5 separate regions of the Sus scrofa genome follow, and all the other regions are linked to region 1. Evidence: chromatin contacts called from public HiChIP or PLAC-seq data. All regions are on one chromosome and are shown on one strand. The core of a region is the stretch at or near the end of the contact, and the rest is flanking DNA. Distances in the headings are between cores, read along the strand shown.

Region 1 (3,569 bases), core at 373-2,872:
AAATGTTCTCATTTCAGTCTTCTTAGATTGGATTTATCATGCTTATAGTTTTTCTTAGACATATTTCGATTGTTTTCCAAAACTAGAATTTTTACAAGTTGTTTCATACATTCATTTTTATATTAACTCTTATAAAGAACGCTAATGGTTTCTATTTTCCTGATCAACAAGGAATTATTGAGGGAAATAATGGCCATTACTTATGAAGCATTTACTATATATGCCTGGTCTTGGATTAAGCTGCATGAACCGTGTCACTTCATTCTTAAAAGAACAGCATACATTAGGCATACTGGTATTATTTGCATTTTATAGATGAGGAAACAGAGGCTTAAAAATTTAGGTCAGAAGTTCCCTGGTGGCTCAACTCAGGTTGCTGCTGTGGCCCGGGGTTCAGTCTCTGGTCCGGGAACTTCCACATGCTATAGGCGTGGTCAAAAACAAATTAGGCCACTGATGCCACACAGCTAATAAATGACACAGCTGTCATTAAAACCCACGTCTTACTGATTCCAAACCCACTCTCTTGACTGCAACTTTAGCCTGTTTCGTAATTGATTCTTAAATTTCTAGTTCTATGACCTTCACTGTGTCTAGTTAAGCCATCACAAACCATGTGCCATTACTCTCTGCTCAAACATCTTCCGCCGACATGTTGGCGTATGTATACATATACAGATATATGTATATTTGATCAAATTGGAAACACTGAAGATCATGATGCCCTACATCTCATGCCTTAAATAGGCTTAAGGAGCCTCTGCATAAGGGTTTCAACTTTAATGACTGCAATGTCCTCTCAAAAAGAGATGACCTTACTAAAGGTCACTTCTGGGTAAATAAAACTCTGCTGCTGTTGACTTTTGATTCATCATCACACTGATATTTAGTGTCAGTCCAGTGTGCTGGATGAAGCAGCAGTCTTGAGCTCTTATAAAGGGAAACAGGTGGCTGGTCACATTGGACATATTCCCTTTGGCAGAGGTGGGGAAACTGCAACTAGTATTTAGCATTTTAATTGAAGTTGGCATTTGCAGAACCACTTTTCTCTTTAAAATTCTTTTCAAATGAGAGACAACCAAAATAGAAAGTATTATAACTCCTTCCTGTGTCATGTACATTTAGCTCCTTCAGAAGACGAGACTTCCCTTTGCTTTGACTCGAACAGCATTCGCGTGCTCCCAAGCTGATATTCAGTTGCCAAAACTAATACACGCAGGTGTTTAGCGTATCAGGGAGAGTAAATGTTTTTGTCAACTTTTTAAACAACTTCCCCCACAATCGCCAATGCTCTCCAAATAGAATCTGCTGACTTCAATGGCAGGGTCAGTGTTCCAGAGTGACTCACTGCCCCGGAGAGAACAAACAAGCTCAACAAAGGCTACTTGAAGATGTAAATGCCCTTTCCTTATTGCTGGTGAAAGCTAGGGTTTTCACAAAATAGAACTTAAAAGCCTGTGGGTGGGGGTTTTTGCTGTCTCAGATATCCCAGGGCCTCAAGAAATACACCCTCTAACAACTGTTTCCCTCCCCTACCTCTCCCAACTCCTAGAGTGCACCAGATGCATTCAGTTCCTCAGTGAAAATACTCCTGAACCTGATCCAGACCAGCCCTAACCCACGCCACTTCCCAGAAGCTAGCCTTGCCAAGGTCTCCAGTAACACGCTCACTGCCAAAACCAGATGGCATTTCTCCATCTTGATGCTCCTTGACTTATGTACAGAATTTGACACTGCTGATAACCAATTACACAACTCTCTCTCCTTGGCTTCTGAGCCTCTTTCCTCATTTAGTCTGACTCTCACCTCATCTACTTTAGAGACCCTTCACCACCACCCCTTCCAAATTAGCTTTTTCATGTTGGTTGCTTCACCAATGGCAGGGGCCATGCTTAATTCGTGTTAGAACCCCAGTGCCTAGATAGCGCTTGCAAAATAACATGACCTCAAAAAAATATTTGTTGAATGAATACATATATCTAATAAAACCATATCTGTGTTCACCTCTGTTCTCCACATTGCTTCTGTCTGCAAGACAAGTTCCATAACAATTCATATTAAATGGAAATTTATCATCTGTCTTTCACTTTGCCCACATCTAACATCCATGTATCAGTAAAGAACACTGATAAATAAGAAAGCTCCCAAATAAAACACCTCACTGGCTCTTGGTTGTTTTTCGATTTCTATTTCCAGTTCCTAATTAAAGCTGCTTTTTCAGTCATGACATTTTCTGAATCTGATTTGTCTTCTTTTCAACTCTTCTGAAGGATTTTTTATAGAATAAACAAGAAAAAGCACTCTGTGTTCAATTGGCATTTTGTATAGTAACTATTTGCTGTAATGTATTACAAAGAGCAGCCAATTAATATTTGTTGAGTGATAGCCACACAAATAACTGGATTATGTGAACTGTTTCTCAATTTGATCATTAATGCAGTCCAGACACATGAATTAGTGGTTCCATGTATGTTTATTTCAGTCATTTTAATGACCAAATCGTATTATCTCAGAGGTGATATTGTCCAAATAATGCACTGTGTTGTTTCAGTGAAAAATAAGAACTTAACTCTATTAAGTTTGTTTTATGGTTTACAGGTGATCCTTTATTTTTTTTTTGGATAATCATAGACTCATCTCCCCAGAATACCTCTTCTGCCAAACTTATCTTTTTCACCTGTCGGTTTATGTGTGCCAGACTTCTCTGAGGCCATATGATTTTTTTTAAACTTATCTGATAGATCATATGTAAGATCCTCTTGCTCAGCTGCAAACTCTTTCATCCTAATTTTTTAAATGCCTTACTGGTCATTTTTCTCTCTTCTTTTATACCCTCTGATCTAACCGCATCTTGTGTCTTCTCACTACCCTCTTCCTTTGATCATTTTACTTCATATGTTCCATTTGGATGGATAGATGGATAGATAGATAAATAGATAGATAGATAAAATCGCTTCTTGTAGACATTAAAGGATTGTTTGATATAACCTGCTAGCACCAAGAACTTACTTCCTAATAACAGATATTGTCTTTTTATTCTCTCTTGATAAGCATGTCTCTTCCATATTTGTAGCAAATCGAATACATTTATATTTGAATATCATTTTATATGTGGTTTGCCAAGCTATCTCTCCTTATACATTTCTCTGTTTTGGGTTTTTTTTTTTTTTTGGTCTTTTGTCTTTTCAGGGTCACACTTGAGGCATATGGAGTCTAATTGGAGCTACAGCTGCCAGCCTATGCCAGAGCCACAGCAATGCCAGATCCAAGCTGTATCTGTGACCTACACCACAGCTCACAGCAATGCCAGATCCTTAACCCACTGAGTGAGGCCAGGAATTGAACCCACAAACTCATGGTTCCTAGTCAGATTTGTTTCTGCTGTGCCACGACGGGAACTCCTGTTTCTCTGTTTTATTATCATCAGTTTCTGATTGTAAGCTCCTAAAAGGAAGAATTGATATTTATTAAATATAGCCTAAACAGTTTCCAGCACTCTAATATGAGAATATAAGCAAGTAAAGGTTATTTATGTCTATTAACACGTTATCATATATGTATCTGAAACT
Region 2 (3,496 bases), core at 763-3,262, 230 kb before region 1:
AGCCTAAAAACTCACCATTACATAAGCCATTAGTCAAAGAAGAAATCAAGAGTGTACTACAAAAAAATAAGTTGAAAGTAAATTAAAACAGTAGAAGAAGATTGTATTTGGGAAATAATTAAAAATAAATTAATTACTTTAAAAAAGAAAATATATCAAATTTTAAAAGTGTTCTAAGCTATAAAGTGTTGCTTATTGTTTTTGCCAAAACTTCTAGAATAAACACAGGACAACATCTTTCTATCAGTAGATAAGCAAAAATTCTTAGAACACAAAGAACGTGTCTTAAAAGAACAAAACAATAAATTAGACCATCCAGTGAAAAACTTCTGGTCTTTGAAAGATGTCATTTAGAAATTAAAAGGCAGAAAGATTGAAAGTAAATATTAATAGTCATATTTCTGACAAATAATTTATATCCATAAAATATTAAGAATAACCCAATAAGACAATTTTTAAATAAGCAGAAGATTCGAACTGAAAACTACCAAAGAAAGGCCAATAAGAACATTAAAATATGCCCATCATTAGTCATCAGGAAAATGCAAATTAAAAGCAACAATAAAATATCACTACACATCTACTAGAATGGCTAAAATTGAAATAATGAGCAGTGCCAAATGTTGCCAAGGACATGGAGCAAGTGAATGGTTATCACTGTTACAGGAAAAGTAACATTTTACAATCACTTTGGAAAACAATTTGGCAGTTTTTTTTTTTTTTAAATAAGGTTAAACATCCATTATCATACAACTCTGCAATTCCATTCCTAGTTATTTATCCAAGAGAAAGGACATAGTATTTGTCTACATGAAGACTTGTGATAAATGTTCATAATATCTAAGTTCATAATAGTAAGAAACTAAAAACCAAGTCTATGGAGAGATGAACAAACACACTGTAGTGTGTCCATACAAAGGAATACTTCCCAGAATCAAAAAGGAACAAATCCCTGATACTTGCTACAATATGAGTGAATATGAAAAACGTGTTAAGTAAAAGAAGCATACAGAAAGGAATATGCACTGTATGATTTTATTTTATGAAATTCTACAAAATGGAAACCAATTTATAATGGTGGTTGTCTAGGACCAAATAGGAGCATGTAGAAAAAAATGCTCTAAAAAATCTTTTTTTCTGTGGTGGTAGTTGCTTCAGTGTACATGTTTCTCAAAACTCATTAAACTGTACACCTAAAAAGGATATTCTCTTGATTACAAATTATGCCTCAATAACATTGAAAAAAAAAAAGAGAGAGAGAGATGGGAGTTCTTCTTGTGGCTTGGCGATAATGAATCCGACTAGCATCCACGAGGACTTGGTTTGATCCCTGGCCTCGCTCAGTGGGTTAAGGATCTTGCTTTGCCGTGTGCTGTGGTGTAGACTGCAGACATGGCTCGGAAGGATCTGGCGTTATTGTGGCTCTGGAGTAAGCCAGCAGCTGTAGCTGATTCGAACCCTAGTCTGGGAACTTCCATATGCCATGTGTGCGGCCCTAAAATAATAATAGTAATAATAATTTAATTAAATTAAAAAATAAAAAATTTTAAAAAGCTTACCAAAAAAAAAAAAAAAAAATCCTGCCAAGTCTGGCTTTGTTGTGATGGACTGAAATATGGAATTATTTCCCCCTTGCTTTATATTTGCTCCAATCATTCCCACTTTTTTTTTTTAAATGCACAAGTATTTCTTCCATGCCAGAAAAGCCCTAATGTTTTTTAAATCTTTTACACAAATTTCTGTAGAGATGTGCTTGATGGCATTTCATCCTGCTTGCAATGCCTTTGCTTTTCTAAAAAACAAAACAAACAAACAAAAAAAAACCTGGAGCACTAAAAGAGTATTAGAGAGAATATCTAACTTATTTTCCGTCTCCAGACCAGACTGATTTCAAGTCAAAAAAATCCCTCACATACAAGGTCCTCTCCATGCTTTATGGGCTGAAGAGCTGGGCAGAGCGATTGTTTATGATCACTCGGCTGCCTCATCCTGACCTCTGCGTGGTGAAAGTTCAGCTTCTTTGGAACAGAAGGGATAGTGTTTCTTTCAGTATTTCCACAGGGAACTGCCGACCTCTCCATGCTCTCTTTGCTCTTCTGGTCCTAAGGACACTTTAGCAAAGTTAATATCGGAGACTCCCAACTTTTACAGGCAAGTCTGATTAAGCAGGTTGTTGAAATGGTATGAGGGTAATTTTGTGTACATTAATTAAAAAAATAAAAAGGAATACCTAGGCACAAGGCCATGTTGTCCTCTACCACTTAGTAAATTTAATTAAATTGGCCTGTTCCTAGGAGAGGTTTTCTGCTTGAGATGGGCTGGTGAGTGCAGGTAACGTTTACAAAACTCTGTTTGAATAGGTGTTCAATTAGATTTTCCAATTTAGGCTGCACTGAGTTGATATACATTTTTGAGTGATTTTGTGCATTTTGATTTTCAATTTTCTGGGTCATGTTTCCAAGTACTATGGAGGCCAAAAGAACAAATTTGATGAATGAGTAAAATCAAAGAGGAAGCAAAGCATTCCTAATAGATTGAAAGAAGCCAAAGAAAATATTCACAGGTTTCTTCATTTATTTTTTAGTGACAATTTTTATTGTTGCCATTCATTCACTTATTCATTCTTATGTGCTCTGTCATTTATTCCTTTGTTCTTTTGTTCTGTTTATTCGCAAATGTTTATTGAGTGTAAACTAAGTACCCAGGCCTTGAGGATATAGAAAGGCAACAACAGCTACCATTTTCTGAGTATCTTAAGATTCGTGGCACTGTACACTCTTTATTGCTAATCCATAAACCATGTCTGGAAATGAGGTGTAATTATACCTATTTTCTAGATGGAAAAAATGAGATGGAGCCAGGATTTAAAATCAAATACCGCTAGTTCAAAAACCCAGATTCATCTCACTAAACCACTCTGCCTCCCAAATCGTATTTTAGAGATAAGGTAAAAAAGGTCTGTTAATAAGAATAACATAAGCTGGAAAGACTAGAGGTGTAGAAAGGAGGAATTCTAGTCTTGGCCCTGACAAACTAGCCTTATGAGCTTGGAAAGATGCTTTACCTATGGCAGATTTATGTATAAATCCCCATAAAGAGGGGAGGTATTCAGTTATGTTTATGGTCCCTTCCCTTCTGGCTTTAAATATTACCGAATCACTTCTGCTTTGAAAAATTATATATAGTGGACATAATAGTTTGATTTTTGAAGATTTTATAATGTTTTAAATTATTATTTGGGGTTTTCTGTATTTTTCTCCTTTCTATTTAGCTCATCCATTAAGTTCCAAAACAGAAAAGAGAGATACTTAACTGGGGGAAAGCCAGATGTTGAACTCTCCACCGATTCCAAAAACATCAAGCAACTTGAAAGATGGATAGCTCTTCAGCTCTAGTTTCTGACTTTCCATTTGGCATTGGTCCTTGAACACGACAACATAATGATGTTCTCAATTCGGTGATTTTCAAATATTTTAATCCTAATTAAAGCATAAAG
Region 3 (3,574 bases), core at 101-2,600, 180 kb before region 1:
TCACATGGTAAGAAATCAGATTGCAGTGTGAATCTAAGTTTGGAATTACTTTCATTTTCTAAAAATGGCAAATTTCTAATTGAAGATGTCTTTCAATTAAAAAATTCTTCATAATCAATCTGAAATAAACCTAGAAGAAAATAAATATGCATCTCGTAGATCCAGGAAGTCTTTTTTTTTTTTTAGGTCTATACTCAAGGCATATGAAAATTCCCAGGTTAGGGGTCAAAACGGAGCTACAGCTATGGCCTACATCACAGCCACAGCAAGGAGGGATATGAGCCCAGTCTGCAACCTACACCTCAGCTCACAGCAACGCCAGATCCTTAACCCACTGATCGAGGCCAGGGATTGAACCCACATCCTCATGGTTCCTTGTCATGTTTTTTAACCACTGAGCCATAAAGGGAACTCCCAGGAACACTTTTGATAACTGCCCATTCCCACAGTGCTTCCCATTTTTTAGAAGAATCTTCCCGTGTTTTATTGTGTATTAGGCAGGTCTCTTTCCTTCCTGAGAAAGTGGAAGGCAAAATAGGTCCAGCGACTTGCTCAGGATCTCACAGCAAAGCCAGGGGCAGGATTAGGACAGGAACCAGTCCAGGATTCTCCCAGAGAGGCTGCACTGGTTATGTAACAAGTCTCCTAAATTCTCCTCTGGATTCAGCAACTTTAGCAGGAAAGATGCCCAGTAACAACCCTCCTCTAGTCTCCTAAGTCATCAAGGTGAGGTGATGGTCACTTAACCTCAGCGATTTTCCCCTTCCCTTTAACCCAAGGGATGAACACATTATTCCAAGGAGCAACTGTCCCTTAGCTAGTATTGTACCTTGCACTCTGCAGTGGGATTGTTTATTACAGTGGTTACTATTCTGGGCCCAAGGAATGGGGCCAATCCCAGTAATCCTATTGTACAGTTTCCAGTACAGCAGAATCCAAATCTACTTCCTTTTCCTACTTTTCCCTCTGTGCTAGTATGCACAGGTGCATCAACCTAGTGTGCCAAGAGCAGTCTCTTTCTGCAGAGCTGAACAGACTTACCCTCTTATTGGGAGCAAACTCTACATCTGGGAATACACTGACAGCAAGTTGCCTCAGCAAATTTTTAATGTTTTTGGAGTTAGCGATTAAAAAAAATCTGATTGTGTTTTACAGTCTTCTCTGTGATTGAGAGCTAATTTCTGGAATTAGCGAAATAAGAAAGAGAAGAAAAACTTGGCTGCAGAGTTTTTCATGCCATGTGGTTATACTTTTGAATGTCTTGACTGAAGTGTCTCCACAAGCATAAGGAAAACAAGTTTTCTAGGTCTTATTCACATTGTAAATCACTCCACAACTGTTCACAGGGGATGTTGATACTTGTTGGCAGAGAAAGAGTAGATTCAGTTACATGAAGCATTTCCTAGTGATGTGTGAACTATGTAGTGAAAAATCATGACTAAACAAGTGTTCTACCTTAATCTCTGAGAAGTGGATATTAGCAGTAGCTGGGTTAATCAATCTCTCCCTTAGTGTCTACAAGGCTGCATTCTTCTGGCCCACCTACTTTTCTAATGATTTATTTCCTTTTAATATGCCTCTTCCCAAGAGAACATAGGGGTCCCCAAAATTCTATCCTCTTTTTTCCAATTTTTGTTCTTCATATTTTTTCTCCCTCAAAGGCCTCATCTATGTGATTGGTTATTACCTTCAATGCTTCATTTCAGACCTCTAAAGAAGCAGAGGAATTTAGTCAAACCTTCCTAATTGGAATGACTCCTAAATTTAAATTCTTTATCTTAAAATAGTTTTCTTTTCTTTTCTTTTTTTCTTCTTTTTAGAGCCACACATGTGGCATGTGGACGTTCCCAGGCTAGGGGTTGTTTCGGAGCTACAGCAGCCAGCCTACACCACAGACACCACAACATGGAATCCGAGTTGCATCTGTGACCTACACCACAGCTCATGGAAATGCCAGATCCTTAACCCATTGAGTGGGGCCAGGGATCAAACCTGAATCCTCATGGACATTATATCGGGTTCTTAACCTGCTGAACCGTAATAGGATCTCCTTAAAACAATTTTCAAATGGATATTTCCACTTCAACATTCATCTCAAATTCAACATTTCCAACACGAATCATTGCTAGACCATCCCCAACTTACCTCCTGGTCAACAATTCTTTGTTCCTGACTTTCATAGTTCTACTAACTGGTCTCCCTGACTCCAGCCTTTCCTTGCAGAGTAGCCTGGCTATAATTATAAGATTAATCTGTCCAAAGGTCACCCAGACCTCCTGAGAAGCCAAAAAATGATGGTTTGGTGCCTGTAACTGGGACTATTTAACTTGAAATACAGGCTCTGTCAAAATCTGGCCTTAGTCTGCCTGTGTAAACCTATCTCACACTAAGGCCTTACATGAACTTTCTGCTCCAGTCCCTTCAGAGTCCCCAGCACACCTTGGACTTTCACACTCTTTCTCTGCCTTAGTTCACTCTGTTCTCATTGTTAGGGACTCCTCTTCCTCCTTCCTTCTTGCTGTTTAAATCTCATTGGTCCTTCAAGACCCATACCAAAGCCCACCTCTTTTGACAAGACTTACCCTGGTCATCCAATCCTAAATACTTTCTCCCTCTTCTGCCCTCCTCTGCCTTTCTGAACACTGCTTTCTGTGCACTGCTGGTCTGCAGTGCTTTCTGAATGCTGGTTATTCACAGCTTTATGCTATTTGTTGTAATTTCATTTATATTCATAACATCTCCCCCATAACTCATATGCCTCCTGAGAGCCCAGGCTATCAAGAAAATTATATATCTTTACATTTATGACTTTCCACAAGGAAGGCATCATTGATTTGTTGATATTCATCTTATTACTATTAAATGAATAATATTTAGAATATATGTTATAGACATACATAGTCAGATGAAATCTGAATATAAGCAGTTTGTAGTTGTCAAGGGTAGGAGGACAATAATTTGATGTCCAGAATAATTGAAAACAAGAAAAAAGACAAATAAGTAGGTAAAACTATTATTTTGCTACTTATAATGCATACAAAGGAATTAAAAATGGGGGGGTGAAAAAGACTTGAAAATGCCTTGATGGTGGCCAAGGAGATCAAGCTTGTTAAAAATAATATTAAAGATGAGAAAAAGAACACAGCATCCCAAGAATCAATCCAAAGAAATGGAATAAGTATAATATTGTGGAGGTGATTTCATACTTGTAAAAATAACAGATGTTTGCATATGCAGCAGTGTGGAAATTTACAAACTTGTAGAAGCATGTATAAGTAGATTATTTAGCTTTACGTATATTTTCCCAGTGTAATAGCCATGACTATTACATGAAATACTGTGATTTCAAGTCTGCCAATCTTGCTGATACTTTTCTCAATTTACTAGCTCAAACATATGACTATAAATCCACCCTGTATTAGGTCATCAGCCTGTTTTACTGGATCTATCTCTTTTGCAAAGTAAATAAAATGTGTGCTGTTACATTTTTTAACTGTTGCCATGGAAATTCTAAGCTTCAACGTTACTAATGGGTTGCGCTTTTTAATTAACAGATCATTTGATTTTTATAAAT
Region 4 (3,106 bases), core at 198-2,697, 130 kb before region 1:
GACTTAAGGATCACCAAAGCTTTAGCCACATTGCATGAATCAGAAGATGAAAAATGAGGCTGTTCCTAGCAATTTCTCACATGCGTTTTAAAAGGTTCAGGCACAGAAATGTAGTAGACAAGTACCCTGTGATTTCAGTTATGTGTGGAATCTGAGGAGGGGGGGAAAGCCCTTATAGATATGGTGAAGAGATTGATTGGTGGTATCAGAGATGAGGTTTGGAGGGGTTGGCAAGATAGGTGAAGGGGGTCTAAGGCAACAAATTTCCAGTTAGAAAATAAGTCACAGGGAAATAATATATAGTATGGTGACTATAGTTCATAATACTGGATTGTCTATTTGAAAGTGGTTAAGAGGGTGAATCTTCAAATTTCCTCATAAGAAAAAAAATCCAGGGAAAATAAAAAAAAGAAACACCTTTATATGACGATTATGTTAACACAGAGGTTCTTTCACGTGGTCTCTGGCCATGCTGCTCCCTCTGATGCAATGCTTTTTCACCTGGCTGACTTTTACACTTCTTTTATTTTATTTTATTTTCAATTCATAGGGATTGCTGTTTCAGGGAAGATTTCCTTGACTTCCTTGTTCTGAAAGCTTGGATTAGATCCAACTCTTATTTTATCTTGGCACACATCATGTTACCATTGGCATGTAAGTCTTTCCCTAGACTATGGACCCCAAAGGCAAGGTGTATACTACAGTCATCTTGGGATCCTCACAGGCATCTCATAATGGTTAGGTGAGCAAATAGAAGAGGCCTCCCAGAGCTGATGAGTTGCAGCCGTAGAAAGCCAAAGACCTGAGGGGACAGGCACAGGACCACTGGGAACCTGGGAAGAGCACCAGAGAGTCAGGAGGATTCTGAAAGTGGTAGGAGGAGAGGCACAGACCCAGGAGATAGGTACCTTCCATTTATCTTTGCCTTGAAATATTTTAAAGAGATAGTGCATGGGTTAAACTCTGGGTTATCTACCCCTTCTAAGCACCCACCAAATGACTGGCATACAGTAGGATTTAATATGTGTTTAATGATGACTGTTCACTTAGTCCTGACTTAGTATGATCCCAGAAGGCAAAACCTAAGTCAAGAATTATATGAAATAAACCTAGAAATAGCCTTATTCTAAGGCCATATAATCAGAATGACATATAGATAGTGAACATTTACTGGCTTCCTACAGGGAGGAGCCTCATATAGTAGCTGGTTAGCATCAATAAGAAAGGGATAAAAGAGATAAAATCTGCCCTTAAACTTCTCAGAGAAAACAGAAATGATATGTAGAGTAAAAATGATGCTACCATATATTTAAAGGTTATTCTGACCTTAAGGATATTGAGAAATTGCCCAATTGACCTCCTGGAGTCTATTTTAGACCATGGCATACTGGGTCATAGGAAGGAGACATCACAGTTTCCTTCCCCAAATCAGTGCAAATTTCCTGCATTGGGTAATACTCATGAAGTAGAGCTCATGCAGTTGTTCCAGAGAACTTCTCCCCTTATTAAAGGGTGGTTCAAGGAGAGAGCAAAGCTTAGGAGATTTGTTCAATGGATGTGACAAGGCAACATGCAACTTGGGTTATTATTGATGGCTGTCTCCATGAAGAAACCAGCCTAAAGATGAAGCCAACACAAAGGAGGCAGAACCAAGAAAATCATAAAGGCATGGAACAAGAACTGTATCTCAGTATTTCTTAATATACTCTATCTTTTAGCCAATTTGTGTTGGTACTAAAAGTATCTGATAGGTATAGGAAGGAGTATTTATAGCCCATCCTCATATGTCCTATAGTATATTCATGATACAGAAAAGTATAGGGGAACTTTTGAAGACCCCGTACCACTGATACCATTAAAAGCATAAATGTACATGAGAAGAAATACAACATATGGAAGAGAGAGTAATATTGGCATAGAAGAGCAGATATGAATACTGTTGAAGCGCAAGGGATATGAAAATCACCAAATTCAGATAACATCTAGCAGAGAAAAACCACTTTTCTACAAGAACAGTCTGAGGATGGAATGTGATCCCTGTCTGGTGATTGCTGAAGAACTCAAAATGCAATCACCTACTTCCTGGAGAGGACAGGAATACTTAAGGATCAAGGAAGGTTGAATTGTTTCTCTGTACTGCACAATTGGTGATCACCCCTGACAGGATAAATGTAGAGTTTTCACTAAAGAGTTACCTTTCATTGAAAGCAAATGTGATTCACTAGCATAAATATAAAAAAAGAAACAACAGGTGGTGAATACAACTCAAGACATTAAATTTCCATGAGTCACTGAAGCCAGATGGTATGCATTTGAGAATTCTCAAGAAATTTAAGATCGAAGCATTTTAGATACTAACAATATGGGCAATTTATCATATAAAACAACGATCAGAGTTAAGGAGATTGCCAAATGTGTTGTATGACACTAGTAGGAGAAGCACGAATTATTCAGTCAATTCAATTGAATGCAATGAAACCTAACAAATTGATTGGCTACCACCAAGTGCAGAGCACTGTTCTACGCACTCGACACTCAGATGTGTTTATGACAAGGTCCTGTCCTTCATAATCTCTCAACTGAGAAGATTGCTCCAGTGTCAGTAGCAGCCAAATATACGTGATGTCAAACAATTAATGATTTCATAAAGATAACAATAATTAAAGAATTCTCTAGCAACTAGAGATTATCATACTGAGTGAAGTAAGTCAGAAAGAGAAAGACATGGAGTTCCCATTGTGGCTTAGTGGTAATGAACCTGCCTAGTATCCACAAGGTTGGATCCCTGGCCCTGCTCATTGGGTTAAAGGATCCAGCATTGCCGTGAGCAGTGGTGTAGGTTGCAGACATGACTCGGATCCCACATTGCTGTGTGTGTGGTGCAGGCCAGCAGCTGTAGCTCTGACTCAATCCCTAGCCCGGGAACTTCTGTATGCTGTGGGTTTGGCCCTGGAAAAAAAAAAAGAAAGAAAGAAAGAGAAAGACAAATACCATATGATATCACTTACATGTGGAATCTGAAATATGACACAAATGAACCTATCTATGAAACGGAAACAGACTCATTGACAAGAAGAATGGACTTGTGTTTGCCAAGGGGAAGGGA
Region 5 (3,104 bases), core at 422-2,921, 140 kb after region 1:
AGGTACCTTAGAATTATGACAGCTTACCCCTCATTGTCTGAACCTCTAAGTGTTTGACTTGTTGCATGTTTTACTGGGAATGTGATCCCTGCCAGGTGCTGGGATATAAGACAACAGAGGTGGACTCCTTGCCCAGAAGAGCTTTACACTCTAGTTGAGGGCCACGCATAAACGGCGCAAAATGCAGTTTTGTAATGAGATGATTGAAAGATGTACTGAGTAGTGCTGGGGAGTCCTGCAGGTCCCCAGCCTGCATAGTTCAGGGAAGGCTGCCCAAGGAGGGAAGGGGTGAGTCCTCAGCTGAGACTTACAGACTGTAAAAGATTTTATTCCTTGAGCTTGATTATCAGCAAATGGAGCATTGTTATATGATGCATTTTTAACTCTGATATATTTTATCAAGTGATGATGATGGTAAGGATTGTGTGGGTGAAAGGGGAGAAGGACACTGAGCAGAAAGTTCTGTCAAGAACTTTTTATTCTTTTTATTCTACGTCACATTATTTTTCCCATGGTTATGTCTTAGTCATATCCTCATGTGTAATGGCAAGGATTTAAATATAAAACACATTATTCATTTTATATAAATGCTATAATTGAAAGCACAGTAAGTACCAAAATAATAAAGCAAAATATAGAGTAAATATTGATATAAGAACTTAAGTGATGGTGGAATTGAACAAACAGAGAGGTATGGCATATATGTGCCAGTCCCTATATCTTTTTTATCTAAAAAGGAAAGGAAAGAGGAAAGGGAAGGAAAAGAGAAAGAAAGGAAAGAAAGGAAGGAAGGAAGGAAGGAAGAAAGAAAGAAAGAAAGAAAGAAAGAAAGAAAGAAAGAAAGAAAGAAAGAAAGAAAGAAAAACAGAAAGAAAGAAAGGAAGAGAAGAAGGGAGAGAGAAGGGAGAGAAAAGGAGAGAAAGAGAGAAAGGGAGAGAGAAGGAGAGAAGGAATGATGTATATAACGGAGATTCTCACAAAGCTAAAGTATTTAAATTTTTGATGTTAAAATGTTTTAATTTTATTAAATAACGTTCATAGTAGGTAGTAGTAGTTGTTTCTAATGATCTCAGTTGCCAAAGTAAAAATTACCCGGAAGCATTTTTAGTCCAGTAAAGTGAAGTCAGAAAGACACTGACCTATGTTACCAGCACTGTTCTTCCTGCTTCTTCTCCAGCCCATAGAGCCTCTTCTAAAGCCTCCTTTCTACCCCGCAGCCCAATCTGTATCTGAGTATCAGGTGCCGAGGCAAATCACGCGGACTCTCCCTGCTCCTGGACTGAGTATGCCCGAGACCTGGACAGCAGCACAGCCTGTCTCAGATGGGCAGTTACTGGCTACAGTTCCTGAGGTTTTTACTTCAGACATTTGCCGTGTATACTGATGAGCAAAGGAGACGTTATAGAGAGGTATGGGTGGCAGTTTCACAGTCAAAATGAAACCATTTAAAGTGAGTAGCCTACCAGTGGTGTGCCAGTAGCTTCATCTCCCTAGTTGAAAAATGTATTTTAATGTTACATGTTACTATTTGAAGACATAGAAATTCTTCAGGTACAGTGTGCATTTTCTTATTGTTTTGCTCATTAATCCCTTGGGGTGGGAACCAATGGGGTTCCTTGGCTTCTTCCCTTTACACTGTGACCACTCTTCTCTCTGTCCATGGATAGGGTCTGTAAGTGATATTCTCTGCCACAGACTGACTAAAATCCTCAATCTAGAAAGCTTTGTGTTCTGGGCTGTTCCAGGAAGCATGATGTCATGATAATTTTACCATTTTTGGCAAGTCAAGTCAGAGTTCACAAAGCAAGGCAGCACTTTTACCTAGGCAGCACCTAAAGAACATAATTATTAATTAAGTGATAAATGATTCCTCTAAATAGACTTTGTATATAAAATATATTTTATAAGTAATTCTGTTTAAAATAGAAAATATATCTATAGGTTTTGTGATCAAAGTTTGATGTATGAATTGATGCCCATTACTGATAATTTTGTTATACTCATGGTCTGCTTCTGCCTGGTAAAAAAAGTTCCTTTTCTTCCCCCTTTTTTTTTTGGCTGGGGGAGGGGGAGGCACGCCCACAGCATGTGCAAGTTTCCCAGGCCAGGGATCTAAGTCCCACCACAGCACTGACCCAAGCCACAGCACTGACCCAAGCCACAGCACTGATGCCAGATCCTTAACCCACCAGACCACCAGAGAATTGTGGAAGTTCAGTTTTCACTGATACTTAATTTATTTGTTTTTCCCTTTTCCTTGGTAATTGAGAAATTAGTGGACATTCTAGGATAGGACAATTCTGGTATTTCATTCAAACCTATTTAAGTGATCAAAAATAATTTTGCAAAATGAAAAACTGATAATGGGTGCATATACATGTATCATAATTTGAAAATTATATAAAGCTACAGCAGGTGTGATGCTTGATTTAACAAGGAAAGCTTTTATATTACACATTTACCCCAACAGTATTTTATGTATCCTTAAAAATAATTTCTTGGTCAGAATGCTTCAGTAAGGACATTCACCACATAACTCTTGACTTTATAAACGTAATTTAAGATAAATTCAATATATTGTTTGAACAGCTGAAACAAAAGGCATGGTTTTGTTAGATAATTACACTGTTGAATAATAAACTCCATTAAGAATCACTTTGTTGCTCTTATTGATAAGCAGAGTTTCTTCCTATATGTATACTTTGAAAATTATTGCAGAAGATTAGGATGCATTGTAAAATTTTTCTGATTCAACCTATTTTTAGCACTTAAATCTATGGATTTGGGAAGAAGTGACCCAAGATACTAAAAAATAGACAATTCCTATTTTAAGTGGTACAAAGGCTTGGAAGTGTTGGGGAGCATGGTTGAGTCAGGAACCTGCAAGTTAAATTGATTTCAGAATTGTCACTTGGCAAGGATCAGTTAGAACAAATGAATAAATAAATATGCAGGCCTACAGACATACACAACTCATGATTCTGAAACATATATACACTGATTTTCTATCCTACTCTTTGATCTAATGCAACATTCTTAATAGAACGTACTTTGTAAAAAAAAGTACATGAAGATCTTGTCCTCAAAGATGGGGAACATTTTAA

Evidence for each region. HiChIP or PLAC-seq counts read pairs in DNA pulled down with a chosen protein or histone mark.
Region 2: an H3K27ac HiChIP or PLAC-seq map of skeletal muscle shows a contact between it and region 1. The contact joins two enhancer-like sites. A contact is called at or near these places in 2 of 47 Hi-C or Micro-C datasets (liver and skeletal muscle) and 2 of 2 datasets of contacts at active chromatin or transcription factors (alveolar macrophages and skeletal muscle).
Region 3: a contact with region 1 is called in an H3K27ac HiChIP or PLAC-seq map of skeletal muscle. The contact joins two enhancer-like sites. A contact is called at or near these places in 2 of 47 Hi-C or Micro-C datasets (embryonic fibroblasts and skeletal muscle) and 2 of 2 datasets of contacts at active chromatin or transcription factors (alveolar macrophages and skeletal muscle).
Region 4: an H3K27ac HiChIP or PLAC-seq map of alveolar macrophages shows a contact between it and region 1. The contact joins two enhancer-like sites. A contact is called at or near these places in 2 of 2 datasets of contacts at active chromatin or transcription factors (alveolar macrophages and skeletal muscle).
Region 5: a contact with region 1 is called in an H3K27ac HiChIP or PLAC-seq map of skeletal muscle. The contact joins two enhancer-like sites. A contact is called at or near these places in 1 of 47 Hi-C or Micro-C datasets (liver) and 1 of 2 datasets of contacts at active chromatin or transcription factors (skeletal muscle).

What each region holds. Positions count from the first base shown.
Region 1 is chr13:179,978,739-179,982,307 of Sscrofa11.1, reverse strand. No RefSeq gene overlaps it. Among named protein-coding and RNA genes, the nearest start is that of NRIP1, 64 kb to the right of the region's middle. Within about 2 kb of position 1,622, at least 33 of the 83 cell types and tissues checked have an H3K27ac peak or open chromatin away from gene starts, as enhancers often do. A contact at or near this core is called in alveolar macrophages, liver and skeletal muscle, where this site is marked.
Region 2 is chr13:180,208,392-180,211,887 of Sscrofa11.1, reverse strand. No RefSeq gene overlaps it. Among named protein-coding and RNA genes, the nearest start is that of NRIP1, 290 kb to the right of the region's middle. Within about 2 kb of position 2,012, at least 3 of the 83 cell types and tissues checked have an H3K27ac peak or open chromatin away from gene starts, as enhancers often do. A contact at or near this core is called in skeletal muscle, where this site is marked.
Region 3 is chr13:180,162,442-180,166,015 of Sscrofa11.1, reverse strand. No RefSeq gene overlaps it. Among named protein-coding and RNA genes, the nearest start is that of NRIP1, 250 kb to the right of the region's middle. Within about 2 kb of position 1,350, at least 2 of the 83 cell types and tissues checked have an H3K27ac peak or open chromatin away from gene starts, as enhancers often do. A contact at or near this core is called in skeletal muscle, where this site is marked.
Region 4 is chr13:180,108,787-180,111,892 of Sscrofa11.1, reverse strand. No RefSeq gene overlaps it. Among named protein-coding and RNA genes, the nearest start is that of NRIP1, 190 kb to the right of the region's middle. Within about 2 kb of position 1,447, at least 2 of the 83 cell types and tissues checked have an H3K27ac peak or open chromatin away from gene starts, as enhancers often do. A contact at or near this core is called in alveolar macrophages, where this site is marked.
Region 5 is chr13:179,840,823-179,843,926 of Sscrofa11.1, reverse strand. The region is part of intron 2 of NRIP1 (nuclear receptor-interacting protein 1); the gene reads left to right. Among named protein-coding and RNA genes, the nearest start is that of NRIP1, 74 kb to the left of the region's middle. Within about 2 kb of position 1,671, at least 13 of the 83 cell types and tissues checked have an H3K27ac peak or open chromatin away from gene starts, as enhancers often do. A contact at or near this core is called in liver and skeletal muscle, where this site is marked.